Regions from separate parts of the Gossypium arboreum genome. Here region 1 is linked to region 2. The links are chromatin contacts, called in public Hi-C maps. All regions are on one chromosome and are shown on one strand. The core of a region is the stretch at or near the end of the contact, and the rest is flanking DNA. Distances in the headings are between cores, read along the strand shown.

Region 1 (7,258 bases), core at 17-2,516, 170 kb after region 2:
TCCCACCAAAACAATGAGCCTTGTTTATAACATACTTCAAGTAATAATCTTCCTTGTCGGTGGCCTCATACAGCCACAACGCCGCCCACAACAACTCATCCATGAAACCACTCACCGACGCATAGTAGCTCTTCACCACCCCTATGCTTCCATCATATTTCCCTCTATACTTATCCCCAAACTCAAACAACTGCAACAACACCACACCCAAAATTCAAAATCAGTCATGTAAACATATGTATATGGTGTGTGTCATTTTTAAAATTACCTCTTGAGCATGGTGCAAGAGTAAGTGAGAGTAATGAGGGTTTGTTTTCTTAAACACGATAGACGCGGCCGCCATTGCCGCCGCCGTCTCACCGGCGAGATCGGACCCTGGGTTTTTCTCATCGATCTTGTAAGCTTGGCGTGAAGTGGTCATATCTTCCGGCCGTTGCCAACAGTAATGGTCGGTGTCTCCGTCACCCACCTATAGCAACAATGAGCGTTACGTGTTTGATATAATTATGAAGCTTAAATAAGACAAAATTAGGGAATCTGAAACTATACCTCCGCCCATAGTACATTTGGGCTAGCGTGTGCTTTAATGAAGTAATCTGTCCCCCATTTAATTGCCTCTAAAGCATGTTCTAATTCACCGGCATCGGCGATCTGGTCCCGGTATTCGATAACACTCCAAGACAACATTGTCACCGTGAAAGCCATCGGGAGTCCAAATTTGACGTGATCGCCGGCGTCGTAGTATCCTCCGACTAAATCCACCTACATTAGCAACAAAAACAAGACTGTTTATAAGTTGGGTAAAATTTTAAATTCTTGCTATAGCAGTATAGCTACATACTCCTTGTTCCAAGCCGTCGGTGAGGGCAGAATGGTCTCGCCAAGTAACACGTTGATTGTACGGTAACCGACCGGAACGTTGGGATTCAAAGTAAAGGAGGCTCTTCATTAATGCATCGCCATAATCAAACGCTGTTGTGGAGGAAATGGTGAGAACAGAGAAGAGAATGAGGCAACAATGGTGAAGGCTTAGCTTACTCTGTTCATCCATTGTCCCCACTTCTCTTTAGGTACGAGGGGGAAATTTAGTAGCTGAAATAGCTATTGGAAGCTATATATCGGCACAACCTTTTGCTTTTTTTGCCTTGAAATTTGTGTTTTTCTATGTAATGTGGCTCGAGTTCAGTGACTCAGTGAGCGATTTTCATGACCATGTGAGGTTACTTTTTTTTTCTTTTTGTTGTTTATCATAAAAAATAGCGTGATTTAAGCAACGGTTTATTGCTTTTTTCGTGGTATTTAATAGTGGGGTTGTATGTAAGTTTGAACCGGCGTGGACTACTGTGGGAAAAAAATGGAATATTGGAAAGTTTTTGTGGAAGAAGTGAGATTTGATGGAAATTTTGGGTTCTCTTACTATTTGATTTTTGGGTTAAAATATGTCATAAATATTATATTTTTTTAAAATTTAGTTATTATACTTTTATTTTAAAGAATTTAATTTGTTTATTTTTAGATTTTAAATTTTAAATCTAATTGTTAGTATTACTAGTTTTTTTCAAATGTTAATTATATTATCATTTTTTAATTTTATAGTTATCAAGAGACTTTTTTTTTATTTCAACTGCCACGTTAACAAATAGATTTGAACTTTAACATTTAAAAAGTAGAAAGACTAAAAGCCTAAAAATAAAAATATAAGGACTAAATTTTAAATTATTGAAAAAGTACAAAGACTTATGACATATTTTAGCTCGAAATTTTATCTTTCTACTCTATCGAAAGTCCTAACAAGTTCTTGAATTGATTGAACACATGAAAATTGTAGAAACTGTAAAATTCATACAAATGACCTATATGCTATGAGTTAAAGGGTGAGTCCAATTGTGTGTAAACTCTTCAATATTATATAATTTTGTTTGTTCAAACACTTCGAAATACTCACACTTTATAAATTCATTATAACTTTCAATAAAATTAAGAAACAAAACCTCAAAGGAAAAATAAAATCAAACTTCTCAAGAATTTTAACTCAAGTGCTAATTTTCTCTCCTAAATGATTTATATTATATAAATTATGAAATCAAATCTAAGTGATGTAACATATTTAATCACTTCAAAACACTTTTACTCTATAAATCTAAAAAATAAACAAAATTCAACCAAAAATAAAACTTAAACTCATTAATTATATGAAAATATTATATTTAAAAATATCAATAATTTCTTTTCTTTTTTTTTCAAATGTGAATCATTTCATCCCCCGTTAGACTTATCTCGTATTGGAAATTATTGTGTCCAATGTCCGGGTAGGAATTGTTTATTATTTTTTATCGTAAAAACAAGTTAATGTAGAAGGATTTGATGGGCATGTGGACCAAATAAGTTGGAAATATATGAAGTAAATTTTTTAAAATTTAAGAGTATGATTCGTTTTAGTTGTTTAATGCTTTGAGCGTTAAACAAAATCTCAGCTCTGTTTCCTATGAGAATTAGGTCAGATTCATGGCGACAGTGCACATAATAACTGGATTGCTGCTTATAAATATATAATAATATATAAAGACTGCCGACGCAGGAAATTTCAGTTGTGGAAACTTCACTCTTTTGCAATTTCATCCCTCTTTATATTAAAATTGATTATATTTTACTTTTTATTAAAAATAAATAAATAAAATTTACACGTGAGATTAAAAATAAATAATTTTTTTGTTAAAAATTCATCTCCTTATTTTGGCTGCAAATTCAAACTGAAAATGCTTTAGATTCCTCTTGACATTTAAAAGCTAACAATGGCTACCCATTTTGAAAAATCGATTTTAAATGAAATTCTTAATAATAATTAAATACTTTCTAATTATTAAAAATTAAGTGGAAAAATAAGCTAATCAACAAAACCAAATACATTATAAAAGACAATCAAATGTAAAATTGTCAAATTTGATCGCTCTTGCATGAATTAGACCGGCATATTTTAAATTTTGATTTGTCAAATTCATCATTTAATATGTAAAAATTTAAATTTAGTTATACAATATATACAAATAATATAAAATACTTATATTTTAAATTTAATTATAAAATATATGAAATTATTAGTTTCACTAAATTTCTTGAAGTTACAAATATAAATAATACCCACTCAAATAAATAGAATAAACTATTATAAAGAAAAATATATCTAAAGTTGGGCCAAAATAAATTTAAATAATTTTACACAACCTAAATCAAACATCTTTAATAATTTACATGAAAATCGAATCAAGGATTTCAAAATTTTAAAATTTCAATTTTATCATTAATTTAAACCTTCGGTAATTAAAATGAATATTGTTAAAAATAAGTTAATTTAATATATATATATATAAATAATTCAATAATATTTTTATATTTGATAACAAGCATAGTGATCTAATAAGAAGAAAAGCCATTTATTGCAAATAAATGGATGGACCGGACCGGTTGGCCGCCTTGTTCCATGGCCGACACTCTCTATATAGTAACGCACGCATCTCGAGGCTAGCGTTCGGTATTTTTATCATTTAAAATTTAATACAATTATAAAATGATTTATTGATTATATTTTTATATGGTAAAAAAATATTAATGAATATACGCGTTCTTAAGATAAATACAAATACAAGTATTAAATATAAACATACATCGGAATGAGTAGTTTTTATATATATATTTACAAGATCATATTTTTCTTTTCATATGCATTGAATATGAGGACCAGATAGGAGTAGTTATAAAAGGTTGAAATATGCTACATAAGTAAATTTATTATTTATGAATTTGAAATTTAGTCATTATATTTATAATTTTAGAAAATTTTATTTTTTATATTTTAAAATTTAAGTTTAATTGTTAATATTATTAAATTTGTTGGTGTGTCATTTTGAAATAAAAAATACTAATTTCATAGTCATGGAACTAAAAACCGTTGTAATGAACTCGAATTTAATAAAATAACTTTAATAATTTTAATAGTTAAATCTAAATTTAAAATCTAAAAAGTAGAGGGACTAAATTTCTAAAAATAAAAATACAGTGATTAAATTTCAATTTTATAAAGAGTACAAGGATTTATGATATATTTTAACATTAAAAAAATTAAACTAATATAACATACTTAACTTTAAGCTTGGCTAGCCGACTGAGTCTTAACTTAGTTGGCATCAATATTGTTGTTAAATGTAAGATAATGTAAGTTTAAGCACGCTGAAGCGCGTTTATTCTCGATCAAAGAGGAGTTATGAATATTTTGTATATAAAAAGAAGAAGCTTTAAGCTCGACTATTTACATTTTAATTAAAAGTTTAATATAAATCAAAACAAAAAAATATTTATTTATAAACAAAATACTTTGAAAGGTTTGCTTGTTTCACTAAAATGGCTTTAAAATGATTTTTGAAAAATAACTTATTTTTCTAGAAAAATTAATATTTTTTGTGTTTGGATGAATTTGTGTAAAATATTTTCGATGTTTGATGATTTTTAAAAATCTTTCATAAAAGTTGTATTCAATGAAACAAACATACATTTGAGAATTTTTTTATCTTTTCATTATTTAATTCAGTTTATTTTATATCTATAAATTTATATTTTACATTGTTTTTGCATATATTAAAAATATTTTGTTAAATTCATGTTCATTACAACGTCATTTTTAGTTACATGACTACCCATCGATTATTTTTATTTAAAATTATGCATCAACAAAATTGACAAAGAAATTGAATAATGTTAACAATTGGACTTTATTTTCAAATCTGAAAAGTAAATGTACTAAATTCTTGAAAATAAAAGCACAAAGACTAAATTTCAAATTTGTGAAGAGTACCTAGACTTATGACATATTTTAACATTTATATTACAAAATATTTATTATTAATATATTTATAATTATAATAAATATTTATTATTAAAATTTTAATATTAAATATTTAAAATTTTATTTTAAAATTTATTGCTAAAATATAATTAAAATATTAAATAATTTATTAAAATAATAAATTATATTAATTATATTAATAATTTATTATATGACTAAATATAAATAATTAAATATGTATGTATAATAATATTAAAAATATAATATTTTATATTAATATTTTAAATATTTTTAAAATTAAAATAAAATTATTATCAATATAATAATATTAAGCTTGATTTAAGTTAATTTTATATAAAAATAAAATTGTCTATAGATGAGCTTTTTTTCGAAAAATGACTTACGCTTTTCAAATTTTTCAAAAGGGTAAGTCATTTTACTGGAAAAATGACTTATTTTACGTTGACCTATAAGTCATTTTTCATTGACGGAACTGTTTTTTATGAAACAAATATAGGTAAATACAGAAAATATTTTCTATAAAATTTTTTACAAACCCATTACGGTAAAACCTATAGAAACACGTATGGGTTCAAGGAAAAGATCTCTCAAATATTGGGTAGCTGTCGTTAAACCGGGCAGAATACTTTATTAAATGAGCGAGGTAGCCGAAAATATAGCCAGAAAGACTATTTCAATAGTGGCATAAAAAAAATGCCTATAAAAACTCAATTCATTATTTCATGATAGGAATATAGAGCCAAAGGAAAGAAGTATTGTCTTGGGAATAAAAAAACTATTGCGAGTTTTTTTTTTTTGACAAACAATATTTCTTTTTTTTCTTCTTCCTTTGCTACATTAAAAAAAGGAGATTTAAAAATGATTCAACCTCAAACCCATTTGAAGGTAATAGATAATAGTGGGGCTCGAGGATTGATGTGTATTCGAGTCATAAGAGTTAGTAATCGCCAATATGCTCATATTGGTGACGTTAGTGTTGCTGTGATCAAGGAAGCAGTACCAAATACACCTCTAGAAAGATCAGAAGTCACATTAAGTTCAAATAATCCAACTTATCATTAAAATATGGATAAATTCTACCCAAGGTTGTTATACTTTTATTAACTTTACATTTTGACCATTAAACTTTAAAAAGTTATAAAATAGTCACTAATATGTTCGAATATTTTCATTTAAGTCATTGGACTGTTAAATTTTTTTTAAAAGTTCGGTCAACGAGCTTCGAGCGACAATTCGATGATCAATATAGTAGAATAATACCTATCGATGAGTAGAAGAACATATCTCAAGTCTAAGCTGATTTGATGGCTAGTGTCAGAGATCAAATAAGAAAGTTGTTTAGATTTTAATTTACAAATTCGTGATGTTAAAAATTATTTCATGAAAAGAAAAAAAAAACAAAGTATAGAAGAGGAGGGGAAGTTTATGCTTTCGATTAGTGCTGAAAGTAAGAACAGAGAAGACCGCGACAATTTTTAATAATTTAATGACTTAAATAAAAACTTTTAAATAATTTAGTGACTATTTTATAACTTTTAAAATTTAGTAATCAAAATATAAACTTAAGACTTACAGGGAATTTACCCTTAAAATATTCAAATTCGACTTTCTTACATTTAGGACCATGTGGAGAGAAAAAGGGAGGTCCACAATTTTCAATCTTAATGATTATAAAATCACACGGCTAAGTTGAACAGACGTCCCACGCTCAAAGCATTTTCTGCCACGTGTCCACACCCACTCAACTTTCGACACATTTCCACCCACAAACTACATTTTCTCCAGTTAAAGTACTAGGAGATCCCTATATGGGGCGGGATCAAATTAATGCAACTATTATTAAATAGATTAATTTAGTCCTCTTAAGAAAGAATCAAATAAATTAAATTTGAACACATTTAGAACTTATTAATATAAAAATGCATTGAAAATTATAATTTAATTTAAAACAAAAATTTTAATTATAAAATAAAAATTTTAAAAATATTAACTCTATTATACAGTAATAATATTTTAAAAAGTAAATGATAACTTTATTTTAGTTTAACCTTAAATTAAATTAATTTATTTAATAGTAAAAATACTAATTTGAACGTATGCTTATAATAGTGTAACCTCTCCTGTAAATGCACTTTTTTTTACGCAAATGCCAAATGGGAAATGGCGCGGACTAAAACTTTATATTAAATTGCATGGGCGCGTTATGATTTCCTTTTTTTGACGTATGATCATGTCGGCTTCAGCGTTTACGACGGACGGTGCGGACCATACGGTAGAACTGGTCGTGCTTGAGAATCCTGAATCGGCGACCGACGGTGGCTTAGCTGTACCTTCGAAGGAGATAATACCTCTCTTGTCGCAGGCCGAGAGGCCTAAGATCAACATCTTCAAGGACTTTCG
Region 2 (6,937 bases), core at 2,713-5,212:
ATTATATAAATATTGATTTGATTATATCTTTAATAGTTTCCATTTTTAATTGTGAGCTTTTGGTTGAGCTGGATTTGAATGAAGTACAATGATGTTCCCATCTTTAATTTTTAAAATAATTTTTTAGTTTTGCCCAGCATAGCTAATCTTCTATACAGCTTTGCCCTCCATCTCCAAAAAAACTTAAAACAAATATCAATGTTAAAAAATTCGTAACGAATTAATTAAAAATCAATAATTTATTGTATGCAAACTTTTACCACTGGGACAAAATAGAGGTTGAATCTTTTTTAGAAAAACAGGTTTATATGTATTGGATGTTTGATCCGGTTTGCTTAAACAATGACACCAAACCATGCTTTGAGTCATCTTCCTTTGTGGCTATTAAAGGAGAGTTGAGGATCCATTGAATCTGCTCTAACTCTAAATATATGTATATTTTATATCAAATCTATTCCTTGTGTATGCAAAGATCCACCTTAATTACTTTTGCAAAAGAAGACAAACAAACACATACATACATACATACATATTCCATTGGCAGCAAATTAAAGATTATATCTTCAAAAGTGAAAAATGATGTTTGAGATTCTTCTTTTACTCTCTCATTATAACTACTCCACTTTTGATTTACTTACTTTAAAGCTTAATTAATTATGTGGATTATAACAAAGTTAAGTAATCTTCAATATTTTACTCCCCCCCCAAAAAAAAAAAAGTCACAGCTAAGAGAAAATAGCTTTATTTTATAAAAAATCACAGTATAATCTTTGACTAATCTATATAAGATTGTTTCCTTTTTCCACAACATTAGTCCTTAATCAAGGGCTGGTATAGATTTAAAATGGGTTTTTACAAATAATGTCATTTGATTTAAAATTATCGGATTGTATCTTTTATAAAGGGAAGTGATTCATTTATGTATATTTTTATATGATTTTCGTTTTAATGGTCTAACTATTGAATTTATTACTATAATTGTACTTGTTATATAAAGTTCTAAGTCGATTCAATATCTCTATTATATAGATATAAAATATTGTTTATATTAATATTTATTGAACATTAATTCGATTTTTACATAAAATAAATAGTAAAAAATTTAATTTAAATCAAATTCAACATATGTGATCTTTATGAATAGAATATAAAATATAATGATTAGATCGTTGAAATGTTAAATCATACAAAAATATACAAAAGGTACTAATAATTTTATACTAGTGTAAATAAATATATTATTTTACTTAAATATTACTCGCTATAAAATTTTAAAATTAGTCTACAATTTTGACCTTTAAAATAAATATATATATATATATATATATATATATATATATGAATTTTAGTTGTTTTCTTTTTTTTGGTAGGAATATGAGATTCACCATTCAAAATACATCATGGTTATAAAGTTATATGCTGCATTCACCATATTTTGGATGATATATTATTTTAATTCATTAATGTAAATTACATGATCTTCTTTTATGACTTTTCTTCCAAAGATTGATCCGCCAGCCATTGGAAATAATTTATTTCATTAAAACATTAGATTTATGTCATACACAAAGTCATCCAAGTTTTCTTTTTTCCCACAAATAAGTAATTAACAATTAAAAAAGTCAACAAGGAGTTCCTCAAATTCAATCCTCTTTTATGTTGGATTTATTCTAACAATTGTTAGATATACTTTGTCAAAGTCTTGCAATGTCAAGACGAGTCTTGTTAGAAAATTACATTGCATTTCAGCAAATTAACACTTCTCTTTATTATTTGTCACTCACATCTTTTATAATTCCTTCTCATCTTATTAACTTAATAAGAAAAACCTAAACTGCATTATGGTTGACACAAGAGTGGCACCTAAAATAGAAAAACATCACATTCACCTCTTTATATTTTATAAAGTTATAAATAATTAAATTGCATTTTGATACCTATAAAATTTTAATTTAATTTTTAAAAATATTAAAAATATAAATTAATACAATATTAAATAACTCGAAAAACACATAACTCGATTCTTATCCTAAATTCTGCCTTAATTCAATTACAGCTCATAAATTAGAAAAGAACATGTCACTCATAGGAATTACTCTAAAATATGACCGACATTCGCACTGTGTTTTGAAGTTTCCACCTTCCTTAATTAAGTCATAATAAGATTGAATGAAATGGCCGGTGTGAAAATGTTGTTTCCCTATAAAGATTCTTTATACATGGATTCAAATCCCAACCACTTTGGACCAACATATCAGTATTACCGTCTCTCCTGACACATTTGAAACTATAATTAAATAACAGCTTTTATGTCCATCAAAATTCTACTTGTATGGTTGTACCTGTTCCGCTAATAAAGTTATCAATTTAAATTAAATAAATAGGAAAAACAAGCACCCTATATGATTATTGCATTTCTTCATGTTCCTTACTGGCAACCCACCATTTCCTTTGTAAGTAATTTTATTCTATCAAACATATCACAACATAAATCTTTTCTAATTCAATGTTACATTGTATAGTATAGTAGAAATTGACAGGGTCTCACTGTTTAGAATATTCAATCAAAACACTCACCTACAGTAAACACTGACTTCTTTTTTCTTTAATACACCATTAAAAAGCTTAAAATAGATTAACAGTACCCCTTTCTTGATCAAACACAAAGCTACGTAAGGTATTGAATTCTCTTTTAAGCTGTTGCAATGGGAGCAGTTGCTTCCCTGGCTTTCATGGCTTCAAACCTGGGCTCCTTGGCCTGGAATTTAAGCACTGCGTAAAGCTTCATGTAATCTTCGAACACAAATTTTGGGTACAATCCTTTCTTCTCTTCTTCTTCTTTCTCCACCAGGGCTGGCGCCGGGTAGATAATGGCGTCGCTGCCGGGGTTATAGAACGAAGCTATCGACAGGCGAGCCCCGTCGGTTTGGGCGATCACCCTGTGCTCCACGCTCTTGTATTTGCCATTGGTGATCACCTCCAGCTGGTCTCCCAGGTTGATCACGATAGAGTGGCGCAACGGGGGGACATCCACCCATTCCCCGTTTTTAAGAACCTGAAGGCCGCCCACTTGGGGGTCTTGGAACAGCAAGATGATGCCACCGGCGTCCGTGTGGGCTCTGAGTCCCTTGATTTTGTCTGGGGTGGGACATGGTGGGTAGTTGCTAACTTTGGTGCCAAAGGTGGGACCTTTTGCCCCGTAGAAAGCCTTTTTCAGATATCCTTTTTCTAGACCAAGGTTCTCACAGAACAAGTCCAGCAGCTCCTCTGCTAGTTTCTCCAATTTCAATGCAAATTCTTTCATCACCTTCCTGTATTCATCGGTTAGATCTGGGATTTCAGCCATGTTTGATTCAGGGAGATGGCGCAAATAGAAAGTACTTTCCCAGTCCATATCAGTAACCTCAGCCTGGAGACCCTCAAGGGCCTTGCTTGCCACCAGTTCCTTAAACCTTTGCTCCATGCATTTCTTGTAATGCTCCTTCGTCAAGCTTTCCACTCTGTCCATAAAATCATAGGGAATCCCATGGTTCAATACCTGCACCAAATGAACCGCGCTAATAATTAGCAAAAATCTACCAAGGAGAATAGAGTATATGTACATATAAAGTAGCAATCGGTACCTCAAAGAAGCCCCAGTTCTCGCAGGCATCTTTGATTAGATCCATGGTTGCTGCTCTCTCGCCATTCAGTTTCTCCAAGTTGATCACTGGGAATTTTGCCATTTCTCTTGCCACTTTTTTTTTTTTTTCTCTCTAAAAATCTCTCAGAGTGACGCTGTTTTACGTTGGGGGTGTTATTATGCAAAAGCTTAGATTTGTTTAATGAAGAATGGAGGGAAGGGGTATGGTGGTATTTATAGATAGTTTTGGAAGTGAGGTTTAAAGGTATATAATTCAAGTGGATGTCGGCTTGTGGATCAGAAATTATTAGTATCAACAAATTAACAAAGGAAGAAAGGAGGAAATATGGAAAATAATACTACTACTGGTACAAGCATAACTCCAATTTTAAAATCATTTCTTAAATGTGGTACTTAAAAAGTAAAGCCTTTTTTTAAAAAAAAAAAGAGTCATAAGCTACTTTACAAAAGGTATGATTGAAAGTAAAATAATAAGATAATACAATTAGAAGTAGATACATTATCTAATAATTAATATATTTATGAAATTTTTTATATTTGAGTGATTATATTCGAATTTTGTCATAAATAAATATCATGTATAATTTTTCAAAATTATTTTAGATTTAATATTATCGTATACAAGCCATGCTCAAATTTATTCCATATAAGTCTAAATATATAAATTTAAATATAAAATACTTGTTAAAAGTATATTAGAAAAATCAAACAAAATCTAAGGCTAAAACTGATTTGCGACGTTGAAGTAGCTATCAACTCTTAGGAGCTTTGTGTGTTGGGTTTGGACACATTTTGATGGCTGTTTTTGAGCCATTTCTTTCTTAATATTTGACCAAAATTAATTTGGTCCACTCCTTTGATTAAGTTAAGAATTTATTGGTAACCAAAGGAAGGTGCATAGCTCTTTCGCACCATTCCACTCCTTGACCGTCAAATAAATTTATAGTGTATGTATTTCATAAAAATTAAAATTTAGAATAAATTATACAAATGGTCACGCAATTATATTTGTGTTCCTGTTTTAGTCACTCAATTTTAAAAATTTTCAATATAGCACTAATGTTTGAGTTTGTTCTTGTTTTGGTTATCTACTATTAAATTGATAGCGAAAAGCTTTTTCTAATTAATATAATAACACATTTAGTCCCCAATACTTACTTATTCTATCAATTTGATCCTAATTTTAAATAATTTAATAAATTTAACATTCATATTTACAAATTCTATAAACTTCTTAACCAAAGCTTTCAACGTTTAAAACAAAGTCATGCCACATCTATTAATTGTTTTATTTATGGTTGAAATTGTCCAATTTGGTACATAACCCTTTTGTTTATATTTTCAAGATGTTGGTGTTAGAAATTAACTAAACAACATTAAAAATAATAGAAAATACAAATTAAAAATATACTATATAGTAAATTTATATAAATAAATTAATATTTGTAAAAATAAAATTTCACTCTAACTAGAATAATTTTAGTTTTTAATTAATTTGGTAAATTATTTTACACTAAATCAAATTATTAGTGATACGTACTACTTATTGTGGATTTAAAATAAAAAATAATTCAAAATAAATGAAGCACATAATAATCTATTAATCAATTTATAACTAAAAAATCATAATCAATGTAACAAAAGGAAATTCAATTCATTCTTTCACCTTTTTTTTCTTATGAAAAATTAAATGTTATATTTTTTTCTTATACAATTATTGATTAAACAATTGAATTTTTCAAATCCATATTTTTAACTCGGATTTAATTTTCAATTTCAAGTACCAACTTCAAGTACTATTTCTATGTACCTTAAAGGAAATATCATACCGTTAACAATAATAGTAAAGGTTTGTTTGATAGATTGTTGAAAAATTAAATCTATTAAAAATATTAATTTTCAATATATTTAATCATTATTCATGTTTGATAATCCAAAATAAAAACAACCTAATAGAATTTTTTCTATAAAAAGCTGTGGAAAATAATAAGTAGACAAGAGCTATTTATCAAGGGAATATTTTCAATTAATTCAATTATTATTTATTGATTTTAATATTACATTATCTTATAAAACTTTGTGTCTAAAATTTGATTTTTTAAAAATAAAGTGAAATGTTTAAAATTAAGGATAAAATGTAGAATATAATTTCTTTATAATTTTAATTTTATATTTATCAAACAATTTAATTATATTGCATAATTAATTTTAAGTAATATATCAAACAATTTTATAACTTAAATTCAAGACTTAAATTTTCAATACTTATTTTTTCAGCACTTAATTTTTGAGTTCATCAAACAACAACTAAATCTAAAGAGTTTTTTTTTAGGGTTAGGTCAAGAGTGCTCTCTCTTAGTATCCCAAAGAAACAGGACTAGCTGTGGTTGGGGCGGAGTACAGCGATGACTTCTTTCCAATATGGCGAGAGACGAGATTTCCCTATTAGCAGAAGAACTAATATAGTTGAACATATAGAGTTATTTGGTTGTACCGAAAAGTAACTTATCATTATTATGCTCTGTGTGGACGAGGAAATCATACAATCCGGATAGTTTTCGTGCACAACTGAGAAGTATATGAAAAACGAGGAGAAAATTTGAAATCCAAGTGGTTGGGCAGAATCTGTTTCAGATCTCATTCGAGGAAGAGAACGATTTAGAAATGATTATGGAAGGCAGACCGTGGCTATTTAGAAGACAATTGATAATTTTTGACAGATTGAAGGAGGCGACAGAAAGAAGCAATATCAAATTAATTTTCTCCCCGTTTCGGCTCAAAATTGGCCCTTGTCCACCAGAATGTGAAAAGAAAGATTTGATGCACGCAATAGGTTCTACTTTTGGAGGGAGATAAAAAGTGATGTTTGTTAGTTGAAAGTTCAGCTGAATGCTCGGAAACCACTTCGGAGGGGAATTTTTATTGCAATTGGTGATCAAGGAAAAGTTTGGCTCCCCTTTAAATATGAAGCCCTACCAAATTTTTGCTTCAGCTGTGGTTGTATGGGACATGACACGAAAGATTGTACGGAGATCTCAAATTTGGGGTAGAAAAAAAGGAAGATGACCCTTTACTTACTGGCGCTAAAAGCTGAATCTAATCTAGTTGGTAAAAAGAGTCTCCAATTGGGTGCTTCAGCAAAAAAATCCATGAAACAGTGCTTATATACTAGGGAGAATGAAGGATTGGACACATCTGGAACTAATTCTCAAAAAGATTTCATTACAAGCTGGAAGCAGGTAGTAACATAACAAGGGCAGGAAAAACTAAAAAAAGAAATATTTTCGATAGATC

Evidence for each region. A called contact is a pair of places that touch in the nucleus more often than the background predicts.
Region 1: a contact with region 2 is called in a Hi-C map of leaf, with 1.6 times the contacts expected there. The contact joins the promoter of LOC108470083 here to the promoter of LOC108482076 in region 2. A contact is called at or near these places in 2 of 5 Hi-C or Micro-C datasets (both in leaf).

What each region holds. Positions count from the first base shown.
Region 1 is chr7:91,967,479-91,974,736 of ASM2569848v2, forward strand. It overlaps LOC108470083 (endoglucanase 11-like), which reads right to left and starts at 1,267. Exons shown (of 5, transcript XM_017771291.2): 1 at 842-1,267; 2 at 550-762; 3 at 269-469; 4 at 1-190. The coding sequence starts at 1,051. LOC108479460 reads left to right here and starts at 6,961. Exons shown (of 10, transcript XM_053031198.1): 1 at 6,961-7,258. The coding sequence starts at 7,083.
Region 2 is chr7:91,796,741-91,803,677 of ASM2569848v2, forward strand. LOC108482076 (1-aminocyclopropane-1-carboxylate oxidase 3-like) reads right to left here and starts at 3,963. Exons shown (of 2, transcript XM_017785184.2): 1 at 3,624-3,963; 2 at 2,446-3,538. The coding sequence starts at 3,725. The coding sequence ends at 2,693.